Linked DNA regions of Sus scrofa: region 1 is linked to region 2. A link is a contact called in public Hi-C data. All regions are on one chromosome and are shown on one strand. Each heading gives the region's core, a stretch centred on a gene start, on an enhancer-like site or on the middle of the called end of the contact. The rest is flanking DNA. Distances are from core to core; before and after follow the strand shown. Region 1 overlaps PFDN1 (prefoldin subunit 1). Region 2 holds the start of ZMAT2 (zinc finger matrin-type protein 2).

Region 1 (3,957 bases), core at 62-2,561, 390 kb after region 2:
ATTCAGTGCTCCTTTTGAAGGCTCGCTCTTTTTTAAGAACAGAGGTTCGAAAACCATACCCTGCCGGCCAGGTCTGGCTCATTTGTTTTTGCGTTTTTACAACACAGTTATGCCCATTTGTTGACGTATTTTCTTTGTTGCTTCTGCACTGCAGTGGCAGAGTTGAATAGTTGTGATAGAAGCAACCCCACAAAACCTCGACTATTTACTGTCTGGCCCTGCATAGAAAAAGTTTGGTGACTTCCACTTCTGAACGAGGTTCTCAAAATTCACTGGACGTCAGCAGACTTGCCTGGAGGGCTTGTGAAAACACATTGCCAGGTGTCATCCCTAGAGTTTCTGATTTAGTGGGTCTGGCTTGGGGCCCAAGAATGTGCATTTCTAACAAGTTCCCCAGTGTTGCCGATGCTGCTGGTCTGGGGGCCACACTTTAAGAGAGCCATCGCTTTGGATATGGAAGGTCATAGTTGGGTTCCTTCTCCCTTGAATCTTCTCTGAGCCAAATGTCCCTACCTACGTCATGTGTTTATCACTTGACATGATTTATTGGCTTGCCTTATGCCTTTTAAGCTTGGTGCCCACAAATGTAATACCTCTTTGGAGGAGGCCTGATCTCCGTCTGCCATTTACATGGGAACATTGCCCCTTCTTGCTCTGAACTTAGGAACTTTCTTCCTCAGGTTGTCTGAGGACGGGCCTTTTTCTGGGACTTAAGGGAAACTGATGTGTTAGGGAGGCGATAGTAGGTAGAGATCGCATGAACTCTAGGGGCCTAAAAGGCTAAACATTGTCATTGGGAGGAAATGCTCGCGTAGCATAGAGGTTTGTCTTGGGTAGATTGAGCAGGGGATCAAAAGTGGGATTCGGGAGTCTGACCCCTACAGTGGCAGCGGCAGAGTCTCTTTAGCACATGAAAGAGCATCTGGGAGGAGCAACAAGGTCAGTGCTCAGGTGATCCAAGTCTTGTGTGCCTGTCTCTCGGGAGAGGGACCGCTGGAAGATGTCTCGAAAGCATTTGTTAAAAGACAGTAACCCCTGTTGAGATTTCTTTTTATTCTCCTGCTCCACGCGTAAAATTGCTTTCCCATTCTTTGAGTTTGTCTCCCAGCCACGTGCAGCTTAGCAGTTCCGTTGCAGCCCAGTTGTGTCCTTGACGGTGAAGTGGATGTGCCCAGATGAGTTCAACAGTGGACGAGCATCCTCCGCTCCCTTGTTTCTTTTGTACCAGTTCCGGTCCGGTTCGGCCTGTCTTTCCTGCCTGTGGTGAGCACTCCACACCCACTCAGGCCGTCACAGCACTTGCACTTTCGGGGCTCTGCCCAGCTGTCTCATTTCCCTTTCTAACTTCTCTCATTGGGCCCCCGCCTTGCCTTTGTTTTTCTCTTCCTCCTGCCGCCTTCGCATTTCACCCCACCTGCCAAGACGTGCCTGCTCAGCCTTCAGCGCCTTTGGCCACTAGCTGAGCTTGCTCCGTGTGGCCCGCTGGCCCCTCTGGCCGTCGTAGGGCTCTGCAGAACTGAGCGAGCAGGAGACCCAGGGAGGCCCTTGGGTTTGTAATTTGGGGTTGTCTAAATCCTCATTTTACAAGTGGGGGAATAAAAAGTGAGGGGGGAAACTTTTCTACACCCTAAGAAATGACAGACAAACCAAAACTACTTTAGAGAAAGAGAGAGAGGCAAAGTTCCTAAGAAAAGAAAAAAGTCTCTAGAGATGGTGTCACGAGATGAATTACCTCGGGAGTCTGTCTGATTGTGTCATGTCAGCAAAGTTCTGGACTTGGCCTCTTTCCTCTGTGAGAGGATGGGAATGAAACACCAGCTCCTCAGTCCGATGCCCGGAAAGAAGAACCTCAGGCTGATGCGCAGTAGCTCCAACCATGTCACCTCCCTGGTCGTGCCGAGCCCTACAGGAAACCTCAGAATTGGACGTCAGGACCAGGCCACACCAGAGAGTGGCTGCACCCAGAGCTCTGTGGTTGGAAGGCACTAGAGAACTTCCTAGGAACGGGATTGGAGGGAGGTCCCTTGGCGAGGCGGAAGGGCGCCTAGGCCTTCCTGGGGCTCCTGGTGGTGGTGGTGGGGGGGGGCGGTTAAGCGCCTCCCGGAGTTTCCTAGCAAACATCGCCCCCTTGTCGTGGCAGCAGCTCCGACGTGATGGCACCTGGAGCGGGACTTCCAACCCCAGGACACAGGAACTTGGGACGGTTTGTTCTATAGTGTCATGGGTTGACCGGGGACATCGTGAGGGCTTGACTCTTAGGGCCTGTTTGTGGGAGCAAGATTCGGATGCCCGTCGGGATCCGTGAGGGCCGAGCTTGAGTCTAGGGGCAGAGGTCAGAGGGCAGGGCCAGACCCCGAAAAGCACCCCGCGGGAGGAGCGTGGTCGGCCTCTGCCGTCGCGCCCTCTGGCGGGCGGTCCTCGTTCCGCAAGCGGAGAGGACGCGAGAAGGCGCGCGTGCGGGGCCATCAGGCAGGCGTCCTTTCCCCGCGGCGGGCACGTGTGGGCAGCACGTCCTGAGCTCCTGTCGTGAACCAGCCGTGCCTCCAGACACCGGGCCCGCGTCGAGGAGGAGAACACAGTCTTGCCCTCGGGGACCCTTTCTTCTCGCGAGGGCAGGCAGGCAGGCGACAGATGCGGCTTCAGGGGGCCTCGGGCGCTCTGGAGGAAAATCAGGGTGAGGAGGATAGAGCGTGGGCTGCCTGTGATCTAGAAGGCCTTTCCCACAAGGTGACCTTTGAGAAGGATCTGAAGGAGGCGAAGGAGCAAGTCACTCGGCTCTCTGGAGACGGGGGTTCCTACCCATAGACCCCAGGACAAAGGATAGGCAGGAGCGCGCCTGATGGGTTGGAGGCCAGTGTGCCCAGAGCTAAATGAGTGGGAGGGAGGGGAGGTCAGAGAGTTAGCGAAGAGCAAGACTATGTCGCTGGAGCTCCCGTCGTGGAGCAGTGGAAGTGAATCCAACTAGGAACCATGAGGTTGCGAGCTCGAACCCTGGCCTCGCTCAGTGGGTTTAGGGTCTGGCATTGCCATGAGCTGTGGTGTCGGTCTCAGACAAAGCTCAGATCTGGCGTGGCTGTGGTGTAGGCCGGGGGCTGCATCTCTGATGAGACCCCTAGCCTGGGAACCTCCATGTGCCACGGGTACACCCCTAAAACAAAAAAACCTATGCATAACTTTTTTTTGTTTTGTTTTTTTGTTTTTTGGTCTTTTTAGGGCCATACCTCTGGCACATGGAGGTTCCTAGGCTAGGGTCTCATCAGAGCTGCAGCTGCCACCCTACACCAGAGCCACAGCAATGCAGGATCTCTAACCACCCAGTGAGGCCAGGGATTGAACCCGTATCCTCATGGATACTAGTTGGGTTTGTTACCGCTGAACCACAACTCCAAAACTAGACAGAGCTTTTTGAAAAGGCTTTACCTTTTGTTTTGCAAGAGATAGGACGCCATTGGAGAGTTTTAAATGTTCAAAGATGACTCTGGCCACCGTGTGGCCAAGAAACTGAAGGGGGTCAAGGGTAGAAGAAAGCAGACCACTTAGGATGCTGTTCATTAAGGTCCGAGTCGGGGTCCGTTTTGAGATCGCACCAGCAGGATCCATTGCTTAGTTGGATGTCAGATGGGAAAGAAAGAAAATGCAGGATGATGGCAAAGCTTGTGTCTTGAGCAGCTGCAGGAACGGGGTGGTATTTACAGGAATGGGGAAGACCAGGGTCCATAGAGTTTCTGATATGACTAGTGGTTTTAAGAAGCTGTGGACATTCAAGGAAGAAAAAATTTAACTTAATCATTGGTTCCTTCACTTTCTCCATTCTCTCTGATGGTCTCACTTGTATTTGGGTCAATTCTACCACAGGCGTTTCTGGGAAAAGTACAATCCCAGCATAGGAACTTTCAGGGATTCTTAGCTAGGCCTCTGTGATTCAGTGTGGGCAGAAGCTATGGGTCTAGAAGAACT
Region 2 (3,722 bases), core at 936-3,435:
CCTTTGCAGCTAGTTAGTCCACAACCTTAACCCCCTTTATCCACCATCAACAGCTCCTGGGCTTCATTCTAGCTTCACCTAATTCCTCCCCTAGACATCTCCTCAGTAGACCTTTCCTTCATGTCTTCCTCTGGCAGGAGAACAAACAATTCCCTTTAAGATATTAAGAAGTAGTTATAGTACTAATATAACAAAGCCTACAGAGTGACACCTCGTAGAGACACTATTATGTTAACTTGAGGCCTTGGAGAACAAAGCATGGAATGACAGAAAACAAGGTTATTATTCTGGGGCCAAGTATCCTGCTCAACACTTCCTGAAACCAACCTAGTTTTATGTGACTTACTCCTGGATGCAGAGATAAATGAAAAGCCACTTACCCTCCCATCTCAGACTGTGGGGTAGTCTTGGTAATGACAATTGTCTTCCCGAGCTTGGATTCCAGGTCCACCTTGTAATCTCTATGCCGGAGAAGCTCTCGCTTGACTGGCTGCACGGGCTTTCCTGGAATATAATGGGGAAGGAAGTCGCTTCATTATCAGAGATCCTTAGCCAGAAAGGAAAAGAAATGCATAAAATGCAAAATCCAGAAGTCTACCTTCATTTCTTTTTTGAAACCTGAAGCAAGGGACAAAAGAGTCCCTTCTAGCAGTAGCTACAGAGAATTTCAACACAGCAAAAATGATAAGCAATCCTTAACTCCCTACATCTTTTCTCCACTTTAAAGCCAACAAGTCTATGGCGTTCCCATCCTGGCTCAGCGGAAATGAATCTGACTAGTATCCATGAGGACGTAGGTTTGATCCCTGGCCTCAGTGGGTTAAGAATCCGGTGTTGCTGTGAGCTGTGGTGTAGGCCAGCAGCTATGGCTCGGACTCGACCCCTAGACTGGGAACCTTCATATGCTGCGAATGCTGCTAAAAAGACAAAAAAGAAAAGAAAAGCAAGACCACTCATTTAGTGTTTTCAGACAGATACCCCATGTGTAACACGGCAATCTTCTGAGAGCTGGGGAAGTTTTTTAAAGAAGAACTATTATCTAGGAAATATCTGCTATATGCCAAGTACTATTGCATGAGTTACATAAAAACCAAAAGTGCTGGAGTATGCAAGTAAAGCAAAAGAAAGTACAAGTCTGAAAACAGAAAAGAAAATAAGACCAACTCCCTGACAAAATGTAAGGCACAGAGAACAGCCGTAAGCACTAGATGAAACAATCAATCCCACGTTCCCCAGGTTAAGAATCCGGTGTTAAGAATCCCACGTTCAATAGCAGCAATACACAGCAGCAAAAACACTCCACTTAACTTCTTCTGAGGATCACTACTGAGGATTCCACTGTCTTCCCTGTACTTGAGGAAAGCACTAAATGAGCCAAGCAAAGGAAGGGCAAGGAAGCAGGGAACCGCAGAGCCGGAAAGCACCTCCAAACCATTTCAGTTCATCTCCTCACGCCTATCTTACTTTTCTACCTGAGGAGCCAGGGAGGCACTATTCTGCCGGAGGTTACACAGGAAAGGGGGCAGCGCGTTTCAACCCCCCACCGACTCGCTAACCATTGCTTCGCATCTGCAGTACACTTAGCACTTGATGGAACAGGCACCCACCATCCTTCTTTTCTCTCTCTTCTGTGAGCCTCTTCTCCGCAAGCTTCTCATATTCATCTTTGTCCCACTTTCGGCGAAAGTCCAAGTTTTTTGCCTGTGGGGGAAAAGGGGCTGAAGATTCGTCGCTAATCGTGTCCGACCCCTGGACAAACAGAAGAAACCGCTCCCCAGCCGCTAAGGCGGCCCCGGGACCTGGGAAGAGCGAAGCCTCTCCGGACAGCACCGGGAGGCTGAGGTTGCCTCAGGACCCCAACCCGAGACCTTCCCGCTTCCGATGACCCTGCGCCAGGGCCTTACGGGGGAGCTCTCAAACCAAGGCGGTTAGATCGCCAGGAGGTGTCGGGAAGCCAGGCGGGTGCGGGGTATTCAGCGCCGAAAAGCCGCCCCGCACCCCCCATCCCAAGCCTCCTCACACACAACACCTACCCCGCTACCCGACGCCATCTTCACAGCGAAGTGAATGGAAAGCCGGAAAATGCCGTAAAAAGCGGCCTTGCGCCGTAAGGCAAGCCCGCCCTCCAATAAGCTTAGAGTCTCGTGTTCTAAACGAGCTAAGGACTGGAGGATTTCTAAAACAAGATCGTCGGCCCCGCCCCTGCTCCAAGGAAATGGCGCATGCGCAAGGGGAGTATGAAGCAACGCGGAAGTAAGGGCGCCTGCGAGGGTTTTTCACCCTGGCTTTAAAAACAAGCACAGATTCAACCCTTCCATTTTACGTAAGAGGAAAATGAAGTTCAGATCAGCGCCCTCCGGTCTAGTCTAACCAACCTGCGTGCACTGCCAAGAGTTTCCAAACCTTCTTAAGGCTGAAGTTCTGTTATCAGGGGCTCTAGATGCCTCTTTACCTGTGTGCACTGAAGATAGGGCCCCAGAGCTCCTAAGAGTTTGCACAGGCTGTAGTCTTCCTAATGCACAAACTGAAAGCGCTGTTTGCATTTTGTCTCTTTATCTTGAAGCAATGCTATCACCCCTTGGTTAACTCATTTTTCCTTCAACTGAGAAACATCACAATTATTCAATCTACAGGGCACAATTTAATCAACACGATCGGACCTGGGAAGGCCAGTCATCAGCAACACTCTAGGGTGAAGAACTCTAGCAAATGTCACACTACACACTGACTTAGTGAGGTGACTGTATCTCACAGCTGCGGGGAGGAGGAAGCATGGCTGTTCCCTTCACCAAAAATAAAACATCACCCCAGGGACGTTCCTCTTAGCTCACTGCATCCTCCAGTGTGCACTCAAGCGTTTTCTATGGCCTATGCAAACAAATCCCTCGATAACAAATTACCCAAGCTTCTAGATTTAATATTTTATTTAATATATTATACAACCACTTCTAGAACAGCCACCTCCACGGCAGGACATGGACTAGTTAGAGCAGGCATAGGTAATGGTCTCCAAAGTCTCAAAAGATCAGATCTCCATCTTGTCAGGTCGCCTATTAAATTCAACATTCAAGATTATTAAACAGACGGCCTCACCCTGATTAACACTGGGTAGGCTAGAGAGACGTCATATTAATATGGGCACTGCTGGGCCCTTGGGCTAGCATCTCTGTCCTCAAACAAAACAGAGAGCAGTCATTGCCCCTTCTTGCTGTTTACCAAAAACTCCCTGGACAGGCCAAGACCACACAGTGGTCAAACTGCCCAGAATTTGGTTCAGAAGCGAAGAGTGGAAGGCTAAGACATGACTTCTGATCTCAGTGGTTCAGAATCGTCTCAACCTGAGGTGACTTTCCCAGAGACTTGTTCACAGCAACCATCTTATTAGCACATGTTGGCAGCGTTCAACGGCACTGCAAGTCTGCCATCTGCCTCTGCAGTTAGAGCATGTCTCTGTCACATACCAGCCATCTGCGCCCATGCAGTATAGCTGCTCTCACTAGCCCCAGAGTCCTCAGGACCTCCTACAATTCTGTACCCAGAAAAGATGGAGGATGCGTAGGCACGAGTCAGCCATCCTGGCCAGCAGTTGTAAAGTTGTGGAACAGGAACTCAGTCCTAGATGAAACCTTTTCTACAAAGAGCAGCAGGTGGCATTCAGGCAAGGATCAAGACTCAGATAGTCGCTTCTGAATTTCAGCCACAAGATTTTCTCGCTTAATGGC

The links. Hi-C and Micro-C count contacts between places; a contact is called where the count stands out from the background.
Region 1: a Hi-C map of skeletal muscle shows a contact between it and region 2, with 3 times the contacts expected there. The contact joins the enhancer-like site here to the promoter of ZMAT2 in region 2. A contact is called at or near these places in 1 of 5 promoter capture datasets (fetal liver), 7 of 47 Hi-C or Micro-C datasets (alveolar macrophages, embryonic fibroblasts, liver and 4 more) and 2 of 2 datasets of contacts at active chromatin or transcription factors (alveolar macrophages and skeletal muscle).

What each region holds. Positions count from the first base shown.
Region 1 is chr2:142,015,170-142,019,126 of Sscrofa11.1, reverse strand. The region is part of intron 3 of PFDN1 (prefoldin subunit 1); the gene reads left to right. Among named protein-coding and RNA genes, the nearest start is that of PFDN1, 61 kb to the left of the region's middle. Within about 2 kb of position 1,311, at least 12 of the 83 cell types and tissues checked have an H3K27ac peak or open chromatin away from gene starts, as enhancers often do. A contact at or near this core is called in alveolar macrophages, omental adipose tissue, retroperitoneal adipose tissue and 1 more, where this site is marked.
Region 2 is chr2:142,409,433-142,413,154 of Sscrofa11.1, reverse strand. ZMAT2 (zinc finger matrin-type protein 2) reads right to left here and starts at 2,185. Exons shown (of 6, transcript XM_003354316.4): 1 at 2,034-2,185; 2 at 1,608-1,701; 3 at 381-504. The coding sequence starts at 2,051. LOC100521256 (probable histidine--tRNA ligase, mitochondrial) reads right to left here. Exons shown (of 12, transcript XM_013995242.2): 12 at 2,902-3,722. The coding sequence ends at 3,666.